Regions from separate parts of the Arachis hypogaea genome. Here region 1 is linked to region 2. The links are chromatin contacts, called in public Hi-C maps. All regions are on one chromosome and are shown on one strand. Each heading gives the region's core, a stretch centred on a gene start, on an enhancer-like site or on the middle of the called end of the contact. The rest is flanking DNA. Distances are from core to core; before and after follow the strand shown.

What was found. A called contact is a pair of places that touch in the nucleus more often than the background predicts.
Region 1: a contact with region 2 is called in a Hi-C map of an unstated tissue, with 4 times the contacts expected there. The contact joins the promoter of LOC112750086 here to the promoter of LOC112748197 in region 2. A contact is called at or near these places in 3 of 8 Hi-C or Micro-C datasets (leaf and an unstated tissue).

What each region holds. Positions count from the first base shown.
Region 1 is chr15:29,314,541-29,319,303 of arahy.Tifrunner.gnm2.J5K5, reverse strand. It overlaps LOC112750086, which reads left to right and starts at 1,896. Exons shown (of 1, transcript XM_025798619.3): 1 at 1,896-3,041. The coding sequence starts at 1,971. The coding sequence ends at 2,801.
Region 2 is chr15:29,174,283-29,178,624 of arahy.Tifrunner.gnm2.J5K5, reverse strand. LOC112748197 reads left to right here and starts at 1,794. Exons shown (of 1, transcript XM_025796406.1): 1 at 1,794-2,681. The coding sequence starts at 1,794. The coding sequence ends at 2,681.

The sequences.
Region 1 (4,763 bases), core at 647-3,146, 140 kb before region 2:
GTATAAAACTATAATTAAATAGAATATTTTTATTTTAAAATTTTATCAATATTTCTTTTTAAATGTTTAAATCATGTTAATGAATTGAATAACATGAAAGATAGAGGGAGAAAGGAGTGGGAATTGATTGGCATGAGAGATTTATTGGTGGAAGAAGTCAACCAATGGAAGATCTAGTTATAGACAATGGAATAAAAACACAATCTAATCTTTTTTCTAAATTGTCCCAAAAGCAACATAGTGTAGGGTCCATGCTAGAACAACTGTCTAACGCAAATGCTAAGTTTATTATTTGAATAACATTATAGTTGATGACTTGCATTCACCTGAAAACATTTGTTGTATAAAATATAGGCTTTGCCTGCTCTAAGAAGATATGCCCAGATCTTATGGAAGACTCTTAATTAGTAGTATATAATATATGCTTACATCATCAACCACTTCTTTTATTCCTTCATTTAGGAAAAAAAATAATAATATTTCTTTTTTTATATATATCACATTCATAAAACATGGTCAAGAAAAACAGACTAATAATCTTCTTTTTAATGTGGTTGTGGGTGGTGGTGGGGATGGATAATTACAAAAGAAGCTTCATTTAGTGCTGATTAATCACATTTCTACAGTTAATTAGCTTTTTATTAATTACTTAAATTGGATTAACTGTATTTAATGGGACTAGATAGACTAGCCTAGATATATATATATAGCTAGGAATCCATATTAACAATAATAATATTTATTTGTGCCATTCTCTAAAATAATATATTAATTTATTATAAGCTTAGTTAGCGGACAATACATGAAGCCATTAAGTCATTGGCTGGTTACTAAAATAATCTTATTAGATATGCATTTTAGTACAGTAGTAGATATGTTATAAAGTTAGTGCACCCTTCCTTTCTTTGACTTTTGCAGCTACAGTTAGTTTAATAACTTTAATCATGTCTTAGGCATGGAATATATCTCTTTTTTAAATTAAGGATTTCTCCCCAAGTGGAACTATAATTATTATTAAGTGCTTATGAACCATCTAATTCTATACTAATTTAATCACACTGAATCCTCTCTGATTGAGAAGTTTGAGGTGTATCTAATACAATATGAAAGTATTTTTAATATTCAACTATGATATGTATATACTAAAATAAACTATTAAAATTAGCTATTAATATAAAATATATATTAAAATAAAAATATATATTAAAAATAAATTATATATATATATATATATATTTATATATAAATATATTAATAACTAATTTTAATAACTGATTTTAATCAACGAATAATATTTTTGTTTTAATATATAACAAAGCATTGCATGAGAGACGGCTTTTAATTTTTCTTATCTGACTTTTTCTTTTTTTCATTTTTCTAAGTCTCCTATTTTATTCTATTGATCCGTTGGGTAGTCCCCTTATGCTGCCCATGTATTAAAAAACTAATTATTTTAATGGATATATCAACTTATCAGATTACTGATCGTCGAATAGATATTTTAATCTATTAATGAGAAATGAAGTTTTGAGTTTTAATTTACTTAAAAATAAAAATAAAAAATAAAAAAATATTACTCTTTAATAAGACTTATAAATTAAAATTAAATTAATCAAATTATTAATAATAAAAATAGACAAAAATTTTGTTTAAAAAAATAACTATGTTAAGTGTACATAAAAAATTTATTATCTGTAGTATACAATATATTTTAAAAATAAGTTAAACAATATTTATATTTATATACAAATATACGATAACTGATTGGATAATTGATTTTTTGTATATACATAGAATATTTTTATTAAAAAAATACTAAATTAAAGTTATTTTAATAGATGCAATGCATGATATAACCTAAGAGGTTTCTAACTTTCTATAAAAGGAACACATGCCAAACAACTAATCATAGTACATTTCTACTTCAAAATATCACCCCAAACCTAATAATTAAGAGAGAGGGAAAAAAAATGGAAAGGGATGTGTGTGATCTTTCTCCCACATGGGATTGTGAAAATGGCAATAATTCTGTGGAGAAGAGGCTAAGGCTATTTGGATTTGAGCTGAATCCACCTTCAAACAATATGAAAGATCCTAACACTACAGAAGGATCAGATGAAAGTGTGAATTCATCATCTAACTCAGTTTCTTCAGGAGGGGACAAAACCACAGCACAAGATCAAAGAACCACAACCAATAATAATAATGAGAAGAAGTTTGAGTGCCAATACTGTTTGAAGGAATTTGCAAATTCACAAGCACTTGGTGGGCACCAAAATGCTCACAAGAAAGAGAGGATGAAGAAGAAAAGGCTGCAGCTTCAAGCAAGGAAAGCCACCATAAACTACTATCTTCAACAACCCAATTTCCAAAACAACAATTATCATGGTTTTTCTTACCATAATCAGAATCATAATAACAATAACACACCTTGGTTCTATGATCCTTCTTCCTACAACTACTATTCTGACTTCACAGTTTGTGAAGAATCTCAAATTAGCTTCAACCCCAATGATCAAGATTCAAACTTTTTGGTTGAGAAAGCATCAAATAGTAATTGGTATTCATCTCTGCCATCATCATATCAAGCTGCTTCTTCTTCACAACAAGATTCTTGCATGTTCAATTTCTCTAATACTAGTATAGATAATAATAATAATAATAATAGGGCCTACAACATCTTCAAGCCTTGCAACTTTCTTGATTCTTCAAATCATCAAATACAAAGCCATAGTAGTAATAACAAAGCTTTGGATCTTCAATTAGGTCTCAATTTGGAGTCAAATACAAAAAGGGCCTAATTTATTAGTAGTATTATTATTATTGATTAGGGCATACAGGATATATATAATTTATTTATAGTTTCTATGTTTTTGGTTTCTTGATGAATTGTTCAAATGTATGAATCTCAAACATATATCTGGAAAAAGAACAAAATTCACAGTTCATTATAGTGATGATTTTTAGGAAAATATTATAATACAGCTCTTGTGGTAATATTTTCTTTTTAAGAATATAATTTAACCATTGGAAATTGTATATGATTTGCTGTACATATATAACATAGAAGCTTTATTTTATTTTATTTTATTTTCCTTTACTATCTCGTTTAATTATGCATATTATTATAAGATATATGAAGGAGCATGCACTTAATATCAGAACGCTTAGTTGCATGTAAAGGGTGTTAATTAAAATATTAAATGCAAATAATTAACCTTTTGGAAAGGCCTAGTTAGTTGCATGCTAATATATAATCTGAATGAAAATAAATTAAATTTCAAGCTATAACATGGTATATAATTTACAAGGAAAAAATATGGATTACCCATGTAATTTCATGATTGCTTCGATATATCGTGTGAGAAGATAATAAATTAAAGACAAGGGTTTATACATAAAATTATTTTATATTTTCTATTCATATTTATTATATATTATTAATTCAACAAAAATCTATTACGTCTCATTTTTTTATTATAATTAAAATAAAATTTTTTTTCTAAAATTAAGATTTCTCTCTTCTCTATCTCTTTTTTTATATTTCTTATTTTTTAATTTATTGATTTTATCTCTCTTATATATTATTATTAATGACTAATTATAAATTTGACAATTAAAATACGTAACATAATATTCTCTAATTATAATTAAAATTAAATTAAATTAAAATTAAAACTTTAATATTAAAATTGAAATTAAAATATAGTTATATTATATATTACTAATTTAACAACCAAAATATGTCACATGACACTCTCTCATTAAAATTGAGATAAATATTTTTCTTCAAAATTAATAAACTTCCCTCCTCCATCTTCTTATCTATCTCTCTCCCCTTTTCTATTTCTCTCTACCCTTTCTACTCTATATATAACTTATAATTTATATTTTATATTTTATATTACTAATTTGACAAATCAAAATATGTCACGAAATATTCTTTTATTACAATTAAAATTAAATCTTTTCCTCCAAAATTAATAAACTCCCTTCTACTTCTTTCTCTATTTACTTTTTTATTCTATAAAAAATAAAATTATTAAAATAATATAATTTAAATAAATTTATAAAATTATAAAAAATACATTAAATTTATAATTAAATATAATTAAAAATAATTCTATAATATTATTCACATAAAAAAAACATATCGTTATATGCATACTTTTTTGTTTTTTTTATTTAGTTTTAAATTGTTGCTGCTTATCTTTTTAATTTATATTTTTACTTTTCTTCCTACGAATATTTATTACTTTTTATTTGGAGAGAATCCTAATGTTATTATTAATAATTAGAATTAAGATTTAATTATTTCAAAAAAAAAATTTTGAATTAATTTTATAATTATCAATATAAATTCTTTTATATTAATTTTTAATTATATTTTTATATATGTAGAAAAAATATTATATTTAAGTAACAAATATTTTTCAAATACTATGATGGTTCCATTGTTTTATTATTTCGTCTGTTATTCAGTAATCCCAAAGTGTCTTTTTTTTAAATAGTTAGAATATATATATATATATATATATATATTCTTGCATAACATAAATATTGTTTAAATCTTTCCGATGTAAAAACTGAAAGCTAAATAGTTTGTGACACTGAAATAGGCTTTCGATAGATCATATAAAATGATAATTATGGGTTTTTTCATACTACTCTTTCGATACAGACACGAATGATTTTTGAAAAAAAAAATTAATATCAAACTCGAAGCGCCATGTTATTATTACTTAATATTTATTTAACAAAGA
Region 2 (4,342 bases), core at 545-3,044:
GAAAAATGGGTCAGGGACTACTATGATGCAATTTTTCCAATCTCAGAGACGTAATTGGTGCAATTGGAATCTTAGGGACGATTTTGATGCACAGCATCAATCTCGATGACCACTATAGGGATTTACTTGCACGACGGAACTTTTATTCTCTTAGTTTATTATGATTATGATATTAATTAATAATGAATTTGTATTAACAAAAAATAATATGTAGAAGAAAATATTTATCTTTTATTATTTATTATATAGGTTAGTTGCAATTAATATAAATCAGATTTTTAATTTAAAAATGAGAGAAAAAGAACAAATACGTTTTTGACCTTTTGGCCCATGGATATTTAAATTCTTGAAAATTTAAAAATATATTTAAATTTCTGACCTTTTCAAAACCTGGACACATCAATCCCTCTGTTCATTTGGGCCTGTCAGACCCAACGGAAAAATTAAATGTGGCTTCCGTTGTCCTGATTTGGCCGATATACGGATGCACATGTGGGAAAGTTTTTGAAATGAGACAAATTAGACCCAAGGATCGATATATCCAGGTTTTGAAAAGATTAAAAACTTAAATGTACTTTCAAATTTTCAGGGACTTAAATATCCGCCGACCAAAAGATTAAGGACCTATTTGTCCTTTTCTCTAAAAATTATAAGTTTGATATTATATACTAATAAATTATGGACTTCAAATGATAATAAAAAAATTTACGTTACCGGTTGTTAATTAGTTATTATGCAATATATCATCACTCATCACCCTTTTTTAATATAATTTGAAAGGAATAAAAAATATATCCTAACCCAACAAATAAAAGTCAGGCCCAATAATCCAAAAGGCCCATCAATAAAGGTGGATTTATTGAAATACCCGACCTCTTCAAAGAGGTCGGACAATGACCTAGAAGCCCAGCTTAACCTGGCGTAACCACCTCCATAAAGTCTCTCTAACTAACGCTATCTCATCTAAAAGGTAGATCCTAACAAACTCCCAAGATAAAGAAAATGCTTATCTATCAGAAAAGATAGAACTACTCTAACAAAGGTGGTTACCTACTCTATTATAAATACACTGGAGCTCTCAGGTATAACACACGCTTTACTCTACTAAAAACCTGCCCAAAACCCTTGCTAACTTAAGCATCTGAGTCTCTTGCAGGTACCACTTCCTAACCTCCTCACGAGAAACTCAGACAGGCAGCACCTCAGCATCCCAAGTCGGACGCTGCCCCTCAAAGGGACTTGGACCTCACATTCAAGCCCAAATCAACGTTTCAAGTAACCCTCGGAATATTGGCGCCGTTGCCGGAGACATGAAAGTCATCCCACAACCATGGCAGACAACCAACTCGAGGACGATCATATCGCATCCGAACCCAAGCAAGAAGCTCAGCCAGAAGATCACGTCGTCATGCTCCCCCCTCCACAGCCACATACGAAAGGACCCCACAGAGAAGGGCCTTCGGAAAACCCTTATCCAAGGAGGATCCATTCTGAGTACGCCGCCCCAGGAACGAAGATCATCCCCACGCGACAGAGATATTGAACATGGTCCATGGACAGCAAGATCGCTTGAGACAGCTCGAACACGAGGCTGAGCGACAACGTAATAAGAGGCTGAACGAGAATTCTGAAGAGAAGTAAAAAGACGTAGGGAGTTGGAAGAAAATATCCAGAAGATAGAGGCCGATCTTCAAAGTCGGGCCACCAGGTCAGAAAGTCCCTTGGGAGGGCAAGATCCGTTCACAGAAGAGATCATGAAGGCTAAAGTTCCTAGGAGCTTCAAATAGCTCGACATGGATCTCTATGACGGAACGTCCGATCCAAGCCACCATCTCAGTAATTTCAGAAGCCGAATATACTTGGCCGACGCCTTCGACGCCACTCGTTGCAAGGCCTTTCCGACTACTCTAACCAAGACCGCAATGAAATGGTTTGACGGCCTGCCCCCCAGGTCAGTCACTAGCTTTGACGACCTGGCCAGAAATTTTTTTACCAAATTCTCCGTCCAGAAAGACAAAATGAAGCACGCCCCGAGCCTACTAGGAGTAAAGCAAAAGGTCAGGGAGACCCTTCGCGACTACATGGAAAGATTCAACAAAGCTTGCTTGGAAATTCAGAATCTACCAACTGAAGTTATAATTATGGGTCTGGTCAATGGCCTCAAAGAAGGACCATTCTCTCAATCCATATCCAAAAAATACCCGACTTCTTTGAACGAGATCCAAGAAAGGGCAAAAAAATATATCAACATTGAAGAAAACTCTCGACTTAGAGAACCTCCCCTTCGATCCAACCTACCCTACTATCCAAGCCAGGACAAAGAAAGGGAGCCCAAGAAGAAAGAAGAGCAAAGTGTGGAAAAGCCTCGAAAGTACCACAACTACACCCCTCTAAGGGTTTCCCTAGTCGATGTCTATAGGGAGATATGCCACATGGAGAAGCTTCCGCCTCCCCATTCGATTAAACATAAGAAAGCTGGAAGTCGGACTAAATATTGTGAGTATCACAAGCTATACGGGCACCCCACTAATGAATGCTATGATCTCAAGAATGTCATCAAAAAGTTGGCCAGGGAAGGCCGACTTGATAGATACCTGGCAGACAGGTCGGACGACCCGAGGAAGAGAATAAGGGATGAAGAAGGAGGACGACCATATTGCCCTCCTCACACCCCTGAATGACATATACATATGATCAATGGTGGATTCGGGGGGAGGAGGAATATCAAAATCCTCGCGAAAAAGACACCTCAAGGAAGTATATCAAGTCAGACAGAATGATCGATTACTCGACTTGCCCACCATCTCCTTCACTAAAGAAGATGCTCAAGGAATAATACCCAAGCACGATGATATAGTGGTAATAACTATGATCCTAGCAAACGCTAACCTACACTAGACCTTGGTAGATGAAGGCAGCTCAGCGGAGATCCTGTTTAAGCCTGCCTTCGATAAGCTCAGGTTAGAGGAAAAGGATCTAAGGGCATACTCGAACAGCCTCTTTAGACTAGGAGATACCCCGATTTGACCTCTGGGTTACATCTCATTGTACACCATCTTCGGAAAAAGATCAAGATCAAGGACACTAGGTGTCGACTTCATTGTGGTCAGCGAAAATTCAGCATACAATGCCCTAATAGGACGGACGACCCTGAACCGACTTGCAGCTCTGTTTCCACCCCCACTTCTCTGCATGAAGTTTCCCACAGCTGAAGAAGTTGTCACTATTAAAGGAGATCAAAGGCTAGCAAGAAAATGCTATAATGAGAGCCTCAGTTTAAAAGGCAGCTCAGAGGGGGAAAGAAGTCAATACAATTGAATTAGGCGGAGTCTGAGTTCGAGAAGAAATATGACCCCAACCAGAAAGCAAAACAGAAGAGATATAAATCGGAGACCACCCCAACAAAACAACGAGTATAGGGGCAAACCTGGAGGAAAGCCTAAAGAAATAGCTCGTGGAATTATTGAGAAGAAACTCCGATCTCTTTGCCTGAAAAGTCTCTGACATGCCGAGTATAGCTCCCAACCTGATGTACCATAAGCTTGCTGTGTACCCAGGTTCCCAACCTGTTCAGCAGAAGCGAAGAAAGCTCGGACCAGAGTGAACACAAGTCGTAGAAGAACAAATACAAGCCCTATTGGAGGCAGAGTTTATAAGGGAGGTTAAATATCCGCTGTGGTTAGCCAACGTCGTGCTGGTGAAAAAACAAAATAAAAAGTGGAGAATGTGTGTCGATTATACCGACCTCAATAAAGTCTGCCCTAAGGACCCTTATCCACTTCCCAGCATAAACGCTCTGGTCGACTCAGTATCGAGCTATAGATACCTATCTTTTATGGATGCCTACTCGAGATACAATTAAATCTCGGTGTATAAGCCAGACCAAGAAAAAATCCCATTCATAACTCCAAAGGCAAACTACTGCTACATAGTGATGCCCTTTGGATTAAAGAATGCAAGAGTCACCTACCAACGATTGATGAATGAAGTGTTTTCCTCTCACAAAGGAAAACTCATGGAAGTATATGTGGATGACATGCTCGTAAAGACCAAATAGGACGGAACACTATTGTCCGACATCTCAGAAGTATTCTCCACTTTACGAAAGCATGAAATGAGGTTAAACCCCTCAAAGTGCCTTTGCAGTAGAAGCTGGAAAGTTCTTAGGGTTTATGCTGACTAATAAACCACTATTTAATGGTTTATCTTGTGCTCAATTGAGTGGTTTTTATCAAGTCTTTGCACACTTATTCATACAAATTGCATGATTTTACAATTCCTTCCTAGTTTTGTTCCATAATTGAAAACTTGCACCCTAAGCCTTTAAATTGTGTATTTTTAA